Regions from separate parts of the Mus musculus genome. Here region 2 is linked to region 1. A link is a contact called in public Hi-C data. All regions are on one chromosome and are shown on one strand. The core of a region is the stretch at or near the end of the contact, and the rest is flanking DNA. Distances in the headings are between cores, read along the strand shown.

The links. A called contact is a pair of places that touch in the nucleus more often than the background predicts.
Region 2: a contact with region 1 is called in a Hi-C map of muscle stem cells, with 4 times the contacts expected there. The contact joins two enhancer-like sites. A contact is called at or near these places in 3 of 484 Hi-C or Micro-C datasets (bone marrow-derived macrophages, cranial neural crest and muscle stem cells) and 2 of 9 other capture datasets (adipose tissue and liver).

Annotation. Positions count from the first base shown.
Region 1 is chr11:105,406,105-105,411,488 of GRCm38.p6, forward strand. Marchf10 (membrane associated ring-CH-type finger 10) reads right to left here. Exons shown (of 12, transcript NM_172568.2): 5 at 2,539-2,710. Among named protein-coding and RNA genes, the nearest start is that of Gm39417, 41 kb to the right of the region's middle. Within about 2 kb of position 2,092, at least 23 of the 459 cell types and tissues checked have an H3K27ac peak or open chromatin away from gene starts, as enhancers often do. A contact at or near this core is called in muscle stem cells, where this site is marked.
Region 2 is chr11:105,527,707-105,533,090 of GRCm38.p6, forward strand. No RefSeq gene overlaps it. Among named protein-coding and RNA genes, the nearest start is that of Gm39419, 13 kb to the left of the region's middle. Within about 2 kb of position 3,140, at least 25 of the 459 cell types and tissues checked have an H3K27ac peak or open chromatin away from gene starts, as enhancers often do. A contact at or near this core is called in muscle stem cells, where this site is marked.

The sequences.
Region 1 (5,384 bases), core at 842-3,341:
GCTACATTTTACATTTGGGAAAGCCTGGCATAATACAGCACAAAAGGAGGGTTAACCTGGAAGGCAAACGTCACAAAAGGGGTTTCTCTGTGTCCTGGGCCTTTATCTTGCTTAAATCTGATGTGGAAATTAGCTTTGATGACGTCATGCCAACTTTGGCTCACCCCTAAATTCTCTAGAAGTGTGAAGCAGGAAACTGGATTCAGCTGGTGAACTAGATCAGCATCCAGATAATCCAGGAACCAAATCCTCTTTTCTGTCATAGCAGGTATTTATCTGAATTAATCCATGCACTGTCGCTAGCCCCCAGTTCCCAATTTTTCCTCAACAGACTCAGGTTAAAACTTTAAGCTTTCACTTTGTGATGCTAATTAGAAATCGGAAGAGCCACTGGAAAGAGAGGCCCATTGGACTTGCAAACTTTATATGCCCCAGTACAGGGGAATACCAGGGCCAAAAAGGGGGAGTGGGTGGGCAGGGGAGTGGGGGTGGGTGGATATGGGGGACTTTTGGTATAGCATTGGAAATGTAAATGAGTTAAATACCTAATAAAAAATGGAAAAAAAAAAAAAAGAAATGGAAATTAGAAAAAAAAAATATTTGGATGCCAGCAAAAAAAAAAAAAAAAAAAAAAAAAAAAAAAAAAAAGAAATCGGAAGAGCCAACACTCATTAAACCAGTGGTTCCACCCACCAGTGACCTGTTCTTGCCTAACTTTCCCTCTTTCCTCGTCCTCTTCTTGTTGAGACAAGGTCTTACTATGTGACCCAGGCTGGCCTTGAGTTTGCGATCCAACTTGGGACCCAGTCTTAGCCTCTTTCTCTCTTGTCCTTTTAATCTGAGGCCCTGTGCATGGTAGTTAACACTCTGGGCTATGGGTGGGATTGGCAGGCAGGGGTTTGATTGGGGTGGGGGAAGGGGCTACATCTCAGATTGCTGTACCCTCTCACTCAGTCTCCATGGCATTGATATTAACCTCCAAATCCCTGTGCTGGCTGGGCAGCCAGCCCCCCCCCCCCCAGCCTGCTTATAGCTCTATAGGTCTTGAGTTCTGCCTAGAACATAACAGAAAGATAAAGATGGTAGCTTGAAAACACATTTGCTATGTCAGATCTGCTGTTTGGTGAAAAAAGATCTCCTTTCATCAACTTGGATTTCTTGCCTAAACCCTGGCGGGTTTTAGCCTGATCATTCTTCAAAGTTTGATGTTTTATAGAATGGAATGTGAATTAACTCCCTGTCTGTCAGTATTGTGAGTTCCACACAGAGCTTGCTCAGTCTGAAAAACATCTGTATTATTAATCAGACAACCCAAATCACAGAGTGGACCTCAAAGGTTCATTTTAATGACTTTTATCCACAGATGACAAAACAGACAGCTACCAGGGTTTTAGTGAGAAGGCTAACTATATGGAGTTGCATGATTTGAACTCACCCTCAGAGTATAGCGGTTAAAACCCAACCTCAAGTCAATATAGTATTTGCAGAGTGAACTCACCTGCGCTCTACTCTAGCCTTAAGATAGTTGAATTAAAACCCTAATTTCTATTAAGTCTTTCAAACGAGAAATTGACTTGAAGCATCCCCATATCTCCCCACCCCCATCCCCCACCCACAACGAAATAAGGAGCAGCAGTTGGTGCTTTGCCAAGACAAGAGGACAGCACTTTAGAAGTCAATTTGGTCTTGACTTCATTAACGAATGTGGGTGGTTAAGCTGAGTGAAAGGTGCCATTTTCTACAAATGCATTCGGACTTAACCAGACCAGTGGTTGCATGACAGCGCTATTTAGGATTAGGAAGAAGCTGTGATTGGGATTCTAATGACTTGCGTGCTATTTGCTATTTACAAATTGAATTCTTTAGCAGTTAAGTTTGGCTCCTTTCCCAGGAGGCAGACCTTTCTGCCTAGTTACCCCAATTGGCATGTGGTTCCCAGAGGACACAGTTTTGTCCCACAGATGTTGCCTTTGATGGGAGGAGCCTGAGGCATTCTAAACTTTCCCTCCATTTGAGCTTCTTGTTAGATAGTATGAGTCTCTCCTGCCCCAAACAGAGGACTGGCCTTTGCTTCAAAGGCAGCATAAGAGTGAATTATTTACCAAATCACACAAAAGGGAGGATTTAGCAAGTTCCCTTTCTCCCTGAGAGGACAACCCCGGGACTGGAGGACTTTATTACTCTTGCTCTCAGCTGTAAATAATGTCATTCAGATGCTTTTGAAAGCTCTTCTTGCCTTAGTAATAAAACTTGATACCTGGGGCCAAATGCCTTTATCGCCTCCACCCGTCCCCACCACAGAAGAACTGTGGCAGAAGAACAAGAGGCAGCATTTGTAAGGAAGAGCACAGGATGTGGAGAGTTGGGCCTGAAGATATGGGAGCATATTCTACTGAGAAATTAATTTTGTACAGGCTCATTGGCCTCCCAAGACCTAACTGGGTACTTGGCAAGCCCTAGATTAGTTAACCCCACCTGTTTGCTGTGATTGTTAAGACTGGGATGTTGGCGATGGATCTCAGAAAGGAAGCCACTCACCTGGAGAGGGTTTGCTGGGGCTCACTTTCTCTGACTTCTTTAGTGTCATGGTGCCTTTGTGTTTCTGCTTGACAGATGCTTGGTCAATGGCTGGAAGTCTGGGCTCACACTTAGCCGAAGATGTTTTGGTAGATAATCTTGCTTCACTGCGAGAATCCTCCTCACAGGAACTCTGTGGAAAATGGAAGAGGCGTGAGTGCCAGTGGCTGGGCCCAGAAGCAGGACATGTGGGTATTGCTGGGCCCTTCAGTGTCCCCTCCCTCTGAGGGATCTTGTGTTTGTCACTGAGCTGGCTCTGTGGTCAGGGAGATTTTGATGGGTCAGGACTATCAGCTTCGACTTAACAGCGAAGCTGATGACTTTTGTCATGCTTGAGGAGCCTGCATTCCTGAGTCTGTTGCTGGAGCATAAGCATATTATGAATACGCTTCTGACCATTACGTAATTTGATGACCAATAAACAGCTCATGCTCAAGGCTATGTATGAAAGGAGGTGCTTTTAAATCAGTGCTTTTAAACTGTTTGCTGTTTGATATTTGAACCGTCTTGAAGAAGGCGAGGGTCCCTTATGCTGACTTGTGTGCTTGACAATGAAAAAGAAATTTAGATTGTGTAGCAAGAATGACTAAGTCAGACCTCAGTTTCAGTCATCCAAATTATTGCACAAGACAGATGGATCTCCTAAGACGTCCCCTCCAGTCAGTCTTCTACACAGAAGTCAGCCCTAAATCCACACAAGGACACGTCACAATGTCTATAGCGTCAGAGCACCTCAACCCAGGCGTACAGATGAAATAACAATTATCCAAGCATTCAGCAGTTTTACGATTCGCCATACTTATCCCCATCAAAGAAATGATACCAACGATGTAAATGACAGTCAGGACCCTGGCTCCAAGGGTGATTTGAGTACAGCTTTGTGGCTTCAGGCACGTTCTGCGAGACCATGCCCTCTGTCACAAGCAAAACCTAAGGGGTTTTCCCACCTTTGGCTCTGGGGAGGTTCTCTGTGTGGTGCATTAGTCCAGCACTAGAAAATTCTCTGAAAATGTGGCGCTTCTCAGGCATGCAATGCCAAGCTAACATCTCCGGCGCCTCCCCAGCGGTGGTGGTTCGTATTGATCTTGTCATTATTGCTGACACTTGTGGTGTTTTTTTCATTTCAGTGGCTCCTGACTCAGGGAAACACACTGAATAGCTTTGAATTACTGCGTGCAACATAAGAGACACGGGACTCTATAAAAACTTTCCACGTGTCAGTCTTCTGGGACGAAGTCTGTATGTCCACAGGTGGACAGATCGTTGTTTTCCATGAGGACAAATCTTATTTTAAAACCTAGGTTTTAGATGTGGCTTTCAAACAAATAGTTATTGTTGCTCCATCCATTATTGGAAGACAGGCCACCCTCAGATAAAGGGACAGAGAGAGGAGACAGCATAATGAATCAACTGTTCTCACTCCTCTTTCACTTCTGTGACTTAATAGAAATCTTTGAAAATGATTCCGAAATGTCAAAGATGAATCATGAGGTCATTTCTGAACGCGAGATGAGTTCTCTATTCTCAGCAAAGTGGGTGTTTGGCAAATTTTAATTCTGAGGCTGGAGACTGTCATTATGACTGGGTGATGGGAGCCAGAGCAATGGGTTTGGATCCCCAGAAGAGCAGCAGGGAGCCTGGGACAGAAGTTCTTCCCCATACTGTCTGTAGGCTGAGCAGCTCTCTCTCCCTAGGCCTTCCTGGTACTTTAGCCTGCAATTTCTAGCCTGCAGCAAAGCAATCGCAGCTCCAACTAAGACACCTATATTGCAGCCAGCCTTAGAGGATCCACCCATCTCTCCCCAGCAACCCTCCAGCTGGGCAGGAACTCCTTGCTGGCCCCAGGCAGTCGGGACCTGGGAGAGTATGGCAAAGGGCTCTTTACTGGATGGCTGTTAAGCCTGCCCATCCTTCCTCCACCCACTCATTAGACTTCCATTCTTTAGAGTCCTGGAGAGGTGAGACAAAGTTTGGCCAATTGCCCTGGGTACTGAGTATATCCTTGTCTGGTTTCTGGTTTCTGGTCCCATTGCCTTACTGCTAGGTGGGCATCATTCTTAAAAGTCCTGAAACTGCCCCTAGAAGGGGGTGTTTTTGTTGTTTGGAAATAGAAGATATAATAACAAGGCCTGTGGCGCTCCTGGGGGTGGTGGTGAACCTTTCCCCTCTTGCCTCATTGAGCAACCTCAAATCTGTCACTTCATCTTTTAAATGTATATTTAATTTTATTTTTCGTCTTTGCTAAGGTCCCGTCACACCCTTAGCCATCCTCAGTTGGCTCTGCCATCATGTAGGGAAGGCTTCTCCTTCCAGAGAGAGTGTGAGAGTCTGTAGGAACCGTTCTGTAGGGTCTGGCACTGATGTGTGACACTTAAAGCTCTGGGGTTTCCAGGCAGTGAATCTGGCTCTTACAGCTAGTGACCATGTGGCGTGGGGTAAGTTTATTATAGTTCATTGGTTATTATTTTTCTATTCCTTGTGTTTCCTCGTCTGTGAACAACAGTTCCTACATCTGGGGGTTTCCTGATGATCAAGTGAGATAAGGCTTGCATCCATAACTTAATACTGACTAATAACTTACAATAAGTTATAATAACTCTGCATTCGGGTACCACAGTGGACTAGGTCAAGTTCCATGCCCCGTCATTCACTTCCCACCACTTTCAGAATTAGCTAACTACTGGATGTTTGCTACCACCTTGAAACCAAAGCTGAAGGTCCCAGTGAAAGCAATCCTACTGAATGGATGTCACCCAACCTAGGACTTGTGAACAGAAGAGAGTCAGTTCCCATACACACACTGGTGT
Region 2 (5,384 bases), core at 1,890-4,389, 120 kb after region 1:
AAGCAGGAAGCTTGGGAAGTTTCTGAGGCTTCTGATTAAAGGAGTCTCAGTGCTCTCAGGATCCTCTGCCCTGGTTGGCCTTGACACATGGAGGGTTTCTCCAAGCTACATTTCTGTTGCCTATTGACAATTCCAGATGCACAGAAGCAAATAATTTCGTTCTCTTTGTGCTCATGTATCCACACTTACTGCAAGGCCATACTTCCTAATAGTGCTACTCCCTGTGGGCCTATGGAGGCCATTTTCTTTCAAACCGCCACAGGTACCACGATTGGCCTTACCTGTTCCAGAAGCTCAACCTTGGGGATCAGAGATAGGAAGATATGATGAACGATGCCCCATAACAATGATGCAGTGGGTACCCTGTGCATTTGTTCAACAGTCTAGAAAACACAGATCTGTGATACTCAATACCAAGTCGTGTAAATCATTGTTTGTATCCAAGGAAATCCACTTTGGAGCACCAGTAGAGTTGGGGATACAGGGGCTGCCTCCCTCTACTGGAAATGGAGCTTTGATGAAAAGTTGGAAGAGGATCAATGTGCTTAAGTTTCCAGTTCTACAGCAACTGTGACTGGTGAGGGCTGGCTGCCTGGGTCCCACTGGATAGCTGTGTCGTTCAGAGTGGTCTCTGGACTGGGATGTTTTAATGCAGGGCTATGCTTTCACCTTCAGGAAGATCTTGCTTCAAGGACCAGAAGGCTGTGAATTGTCAGACTAGGCAGCTGCAACCGAACCAATCATGGGTGTTGCCACCTTTTCTCACCCCGTTGGGACTGAGGAACAAGCGGGAAAGCTGACACAAAGGTGCTGCATTCCTCACTGCACGGGCATGGTTCCACCACTCTGTGACCTGGCCTCTATGCTTAATCTGCTGACAGGCCTTTGTGTCCCCTAAAGCTGAGGTGATGCTTGAATGGAGTGTGACAGATGCCACAGCATACTCTCCCTTGATCCCCAAGGTTGAGCTTCTGGAACAGGTTAGGCCAATCGTGGTACCTGTGGCGGTTTGAAAGAAAATGGCCTCCATAGGCCCACAGGGAGTAGCACTATTAGGAAGTATGGGCTTGCAGTAAGTGTGGATACATGAGCACAAAGAGAACGAAGAGAACTACCTCTGCTGTGTAAATACTAGACTTTCCACGGCCAATACCTCCATCCCCTTGTCTGAAGGCACTCTCTGGCTATTGCTTGCTGGGACAGACCAGAAGGCCCCGAGTGTTATTCTCCTGAGTGACCAGTGATCAGCAGGAATGAGGAAGTAACTAACTCATCTATGTGCCTTCAAATGGGCCTCCCCTCCTGTGTATTCTGTCTCAGCTCTCAGACGTGCCTAATGGGGTTAGGTTTGAGTTTTCCACGGTAGAGGATAGCTAGGCAACACAGCCTTTATTGATTATTCTCCCATACCTTCACGCCATAAGCTATTTGCACTCAATACTTACTTCAGAGTTTTCTTCCTTGAGTTTAACAAAGATGGGTTCCCTCAGATAAAATCTCAGGATCTGTCTTTAAAACATGGAGGTGTTAGTAGTTGGGGTGTGAAAGGTTCCCCATGGGCTCTCTTATTTGAATATTCAGTCCCCAGTGGGTGGCACTGTCTTGGAAGCTGTGGGAACACTTGCACACGGGGCTTAGCTAGCAGACACAGGGTGTTCATGTGGCTAAGAGCTAGTTAGGGTTTGGCTGACCTAGCCTGGGCTCAGCAGTTAAGAGTGCTCACTTCGAGATGGTGGTTGTGGCATATACCTTTAATCCCAGCACTAGGAAGGCAGAGGCAGCTAGATCTCTGAGTTCGAGGCCAGCCTGGTCTACAGAGCAAGTCCCAGGGCAACCAAAGGTACACAGAGAAAGCCTGTCTCAAATAAAACAAAACAACTCCCCCTCCCCATTACCAGCAACAAAGAAAGTGCTCACTTCTTTTGCAGAAGACACAAGTTCAGTTCAATGCTGTGCATCTCTAACTCCAGCTTCAGGGGGATTCCATGAATAACTTACTCTGACCGCCAAGGGTACCTGTACTCACTGAACATAACCGCACACAGTCATACAAATGTGCACATAATTAGAAATAAAAATAAAGCTTTAAAATAGACCCATAAATCAAATATCTGAACTCTTAGTTCTGAACTAATGAATATGAAGAGAAAAATGTATGCTTATAGCTGAAGCAAGAAGAGAATCATCAGAACTCAGGAACACTGCCTGGCAACAACACACACACACACACACACACACACAGAACGGTTTCACTTGAAGATCCCTACTGCCGACACATGCCTTGTGAGCCTCGCTATTGATGTTAGGTGGTTGTTTATTCCAGTGCTGGGGCCTGACTGGAGAACCTAACATGAGAGACACACACACTACCACTGAACTACAATCCCATCCTTGAGCCTGACTTCTTGAACTTGACTCAGACATCCATGCTGAAATGGCCCTGTGCTGGAAACCCCTGGCATCAATAGTCCTGCCTGTTCTTTTGTGTCCTCTGTCCATCTGAGAAGAGACGGGAGGAAAAAGAGGTATGACTCATTGTTTTCACATACGTTGCTTTTGCTGCAGTTTTGCAGGGGTTTTTGGAGAAGGTTTACTGTTTCTATGCTGCGTACTGACGTTCTTTTTATAGTCCAGGTTTATGTATTTACAGGCCCAGCAGCAAACTTCATACTACTATTTTCTGCATTCAGGTTGTTTTGAATCCTTTGAAACTGACCACACACACACACACACACACACACACACACACACACACACACAAATGGGGATCTAGATTCAATTCAATTTAGCCAGTGCTATTAAAAACAGCCATACTGTTTGACCCATCCCTATAAGAGATATTTCACAATAGTTGTGTTTCCCTTGCTCCATCTTTGGGGGATTGCCTTTGGGCCATTTGTGAAGCAGTATGTTTCTAGGGGTTCTCTTGGGAATGGCTCTGGGTTCTGTAGAGTCAGAGCTCCATTATCTGTAGGAGCACAGGAAGGAATTTTACAGTAATTTTGCTACAGTGAAACATTTGCCTGGAGGCCAAAATCGAAAATAGCAGCTGGAAGGACATTTGGAAAGGGCGGAGGGGGTTCGAGAGAGGTGGAGAGGGAGAACAGCTCCCATTTGGATGAAAACACTCACTACACGGCAGAATGAGACAGGGTTGGCATGCGCTACCCTTGAAACTATCCCAAATTCAATTCTCCTTGGACTCAGCTCTCGTAGTCAGTGATTTCAATGCTGTGAGTGGCGGCCAGGGTCAGCACCCGCTCTCAGTAACAAACAGTGAGCACCACGGCTCTTGGATGCTCATCAGCTTCATGGCCCCTGCTCAGTCACAACTCCCCTCCAGATGCAGCTCGGCTTCTCTGAGTCACCAGGCCCTGAATGACTAATCTCAAGCCTCTGAAGACTGAAGAAAGGTTGTTTCACCTTTAGCAGTAACTTGTTATAATAAAGGATACAAATACTAGAAGGTTTAGGCAAGAGCATAAGAGAAACAAATAAAAGAATATCACCAAAGGAATAGCTACAGAATGGAGATCTGAGGTTCTGTGGCTGGGCATGGTGCTGTGCCCCTTTGATTCCAGCACTCAGGAGGCAGAGGCAGGTGGATCTCCAAGTTCGAGGTCAGTCTGGTCCACAGAATAAGTTCCAGGACAGCCAGAGCTACACAGAGAAATCCTGTCTTGAAAAACTAAAACAAAACAAAACAAAAACCCAAAAAACCTGAAGGACTGTCATAGCCATCATCCAAAAACGGCCCCAGTGGGGAGGGATTAGCAGCTAATTCCTTGTAAAAGTCTCCCTTGTGAGTCTGTTGTCCTGTGAGTTACTCAAGATGAATAGAACGTAGTTAAAATGTCACTGGCTTCTGAGGACAGGTCATAAGGAACTTATGGTCTCTGAGACTCTGAGATACAGCCTCTGGCTCTGGGGACACTACAGCTAAAAGCCAGCTACCAAACTGTGAATGAATCAAGGACCCTGGAGAGGCCATGTGTAGGAGCTACAGTTGACAGCCCAAGTGCGTGCGCTATTGGTAGCCAGCATCAGCTGCCCCTTCAGTGAGGCTAGCCTCAGCTGCCATGACTATAACCATGAGATAGCCCAAGAAAACTGCCTGGACTAAGAACATTCAGAATCAGAGGAGATGAAAAGAAATTAATTTAACCCACTGAGTAACAGAAATAGAGATCATATATCCATGTAATACAGACACATAATACATACATATAAATGGATGCAGCCCACATGGAGTAGCTGAATGGAAGAGGTGTTTTGTGGCAATAAGAGAGGGACAGGGCCTGCCTCCCTGGAGTGACCGTCCCACTGAGTAGGTGATTTTAAATGGCTATCTGAAATGTGAGGCTAAGCTGCTATGTTAGGGATGGGGGTGTGCAGAGGACTTCCTAGAAAAAGGGAGCAATAGAGGCACTAACGTGAGAAGGAGCTTGGGATGCTGTCTGGACTGAGAGCCGCTGTGGTTGAAATGAAGGGATCTAGGGGAGGGGACATGGTAAGAACCAGAGCAGAGTGGCCATGCATGACCTCCACAGTGAGAGGTTTAGGGTTTCTCCTACATGCAAAGGGAAGCTGGTAAAAAGCTTTTAAATAGAGGAGTGACACAGTCCAATTTACATTTTAAAAAGGTCACTTGGGCTGCCCGCTGCATGAAGAAGGCGAAGAGGCAAGGAGGGGATCTGAAAAGCCCTCATGGAAGGCTCAGTGATGGAGGTCCCCACCTCTCCAGCTGCGGCCCTCAGAGATCCATCCGCAGCATCTGCTTCCTGCTGTGTCATCAGGGCCAGTGCTTCTCAAATAGAGCCAGCAGCATTTGTTCTAAGGCAGGTAGTCTACGGAGTGTAGTTCTGACTGATGGCAAATGCCACAGGCCCATAAATTCACACCTGGAGAATCTCTAAATTGTTTCTGCGATGTCATGCTACCCTCGTTCTGGCTTGATAGATGAGCAATGCTCACAGTGAACCAAGCCTGGTGAGGCTGTATGTCAGGAGAGCTCAGCTAGCCCACTCCTTCACTATTCTACACCAAGGCTCTCTCGGTTTACACAGGGTACAGTATACAGTGCACACACACACACACACACACACACACACACACACACACACACTACACCTTACAGCAGTGGATGAGGTACTGTAGGCACACCCAATCCTCACTCCTATCCTACCCCCATCCCAACTCTGAGCCAGCAGTAAACCCTGCGCCCTGGAACACGTGACATCAGAAGTGCCAATCCATCTGGGTGACCAGATTTACTGACTTGATGAAGCTGTCTTTCCTAACCAAGTTGGCCATTGTCACCAGTAGATATCAGGTCCTTGTGCTGTTGTTAAATTAGTTGTGAATAGGAACCCGAGTAGCTAAAG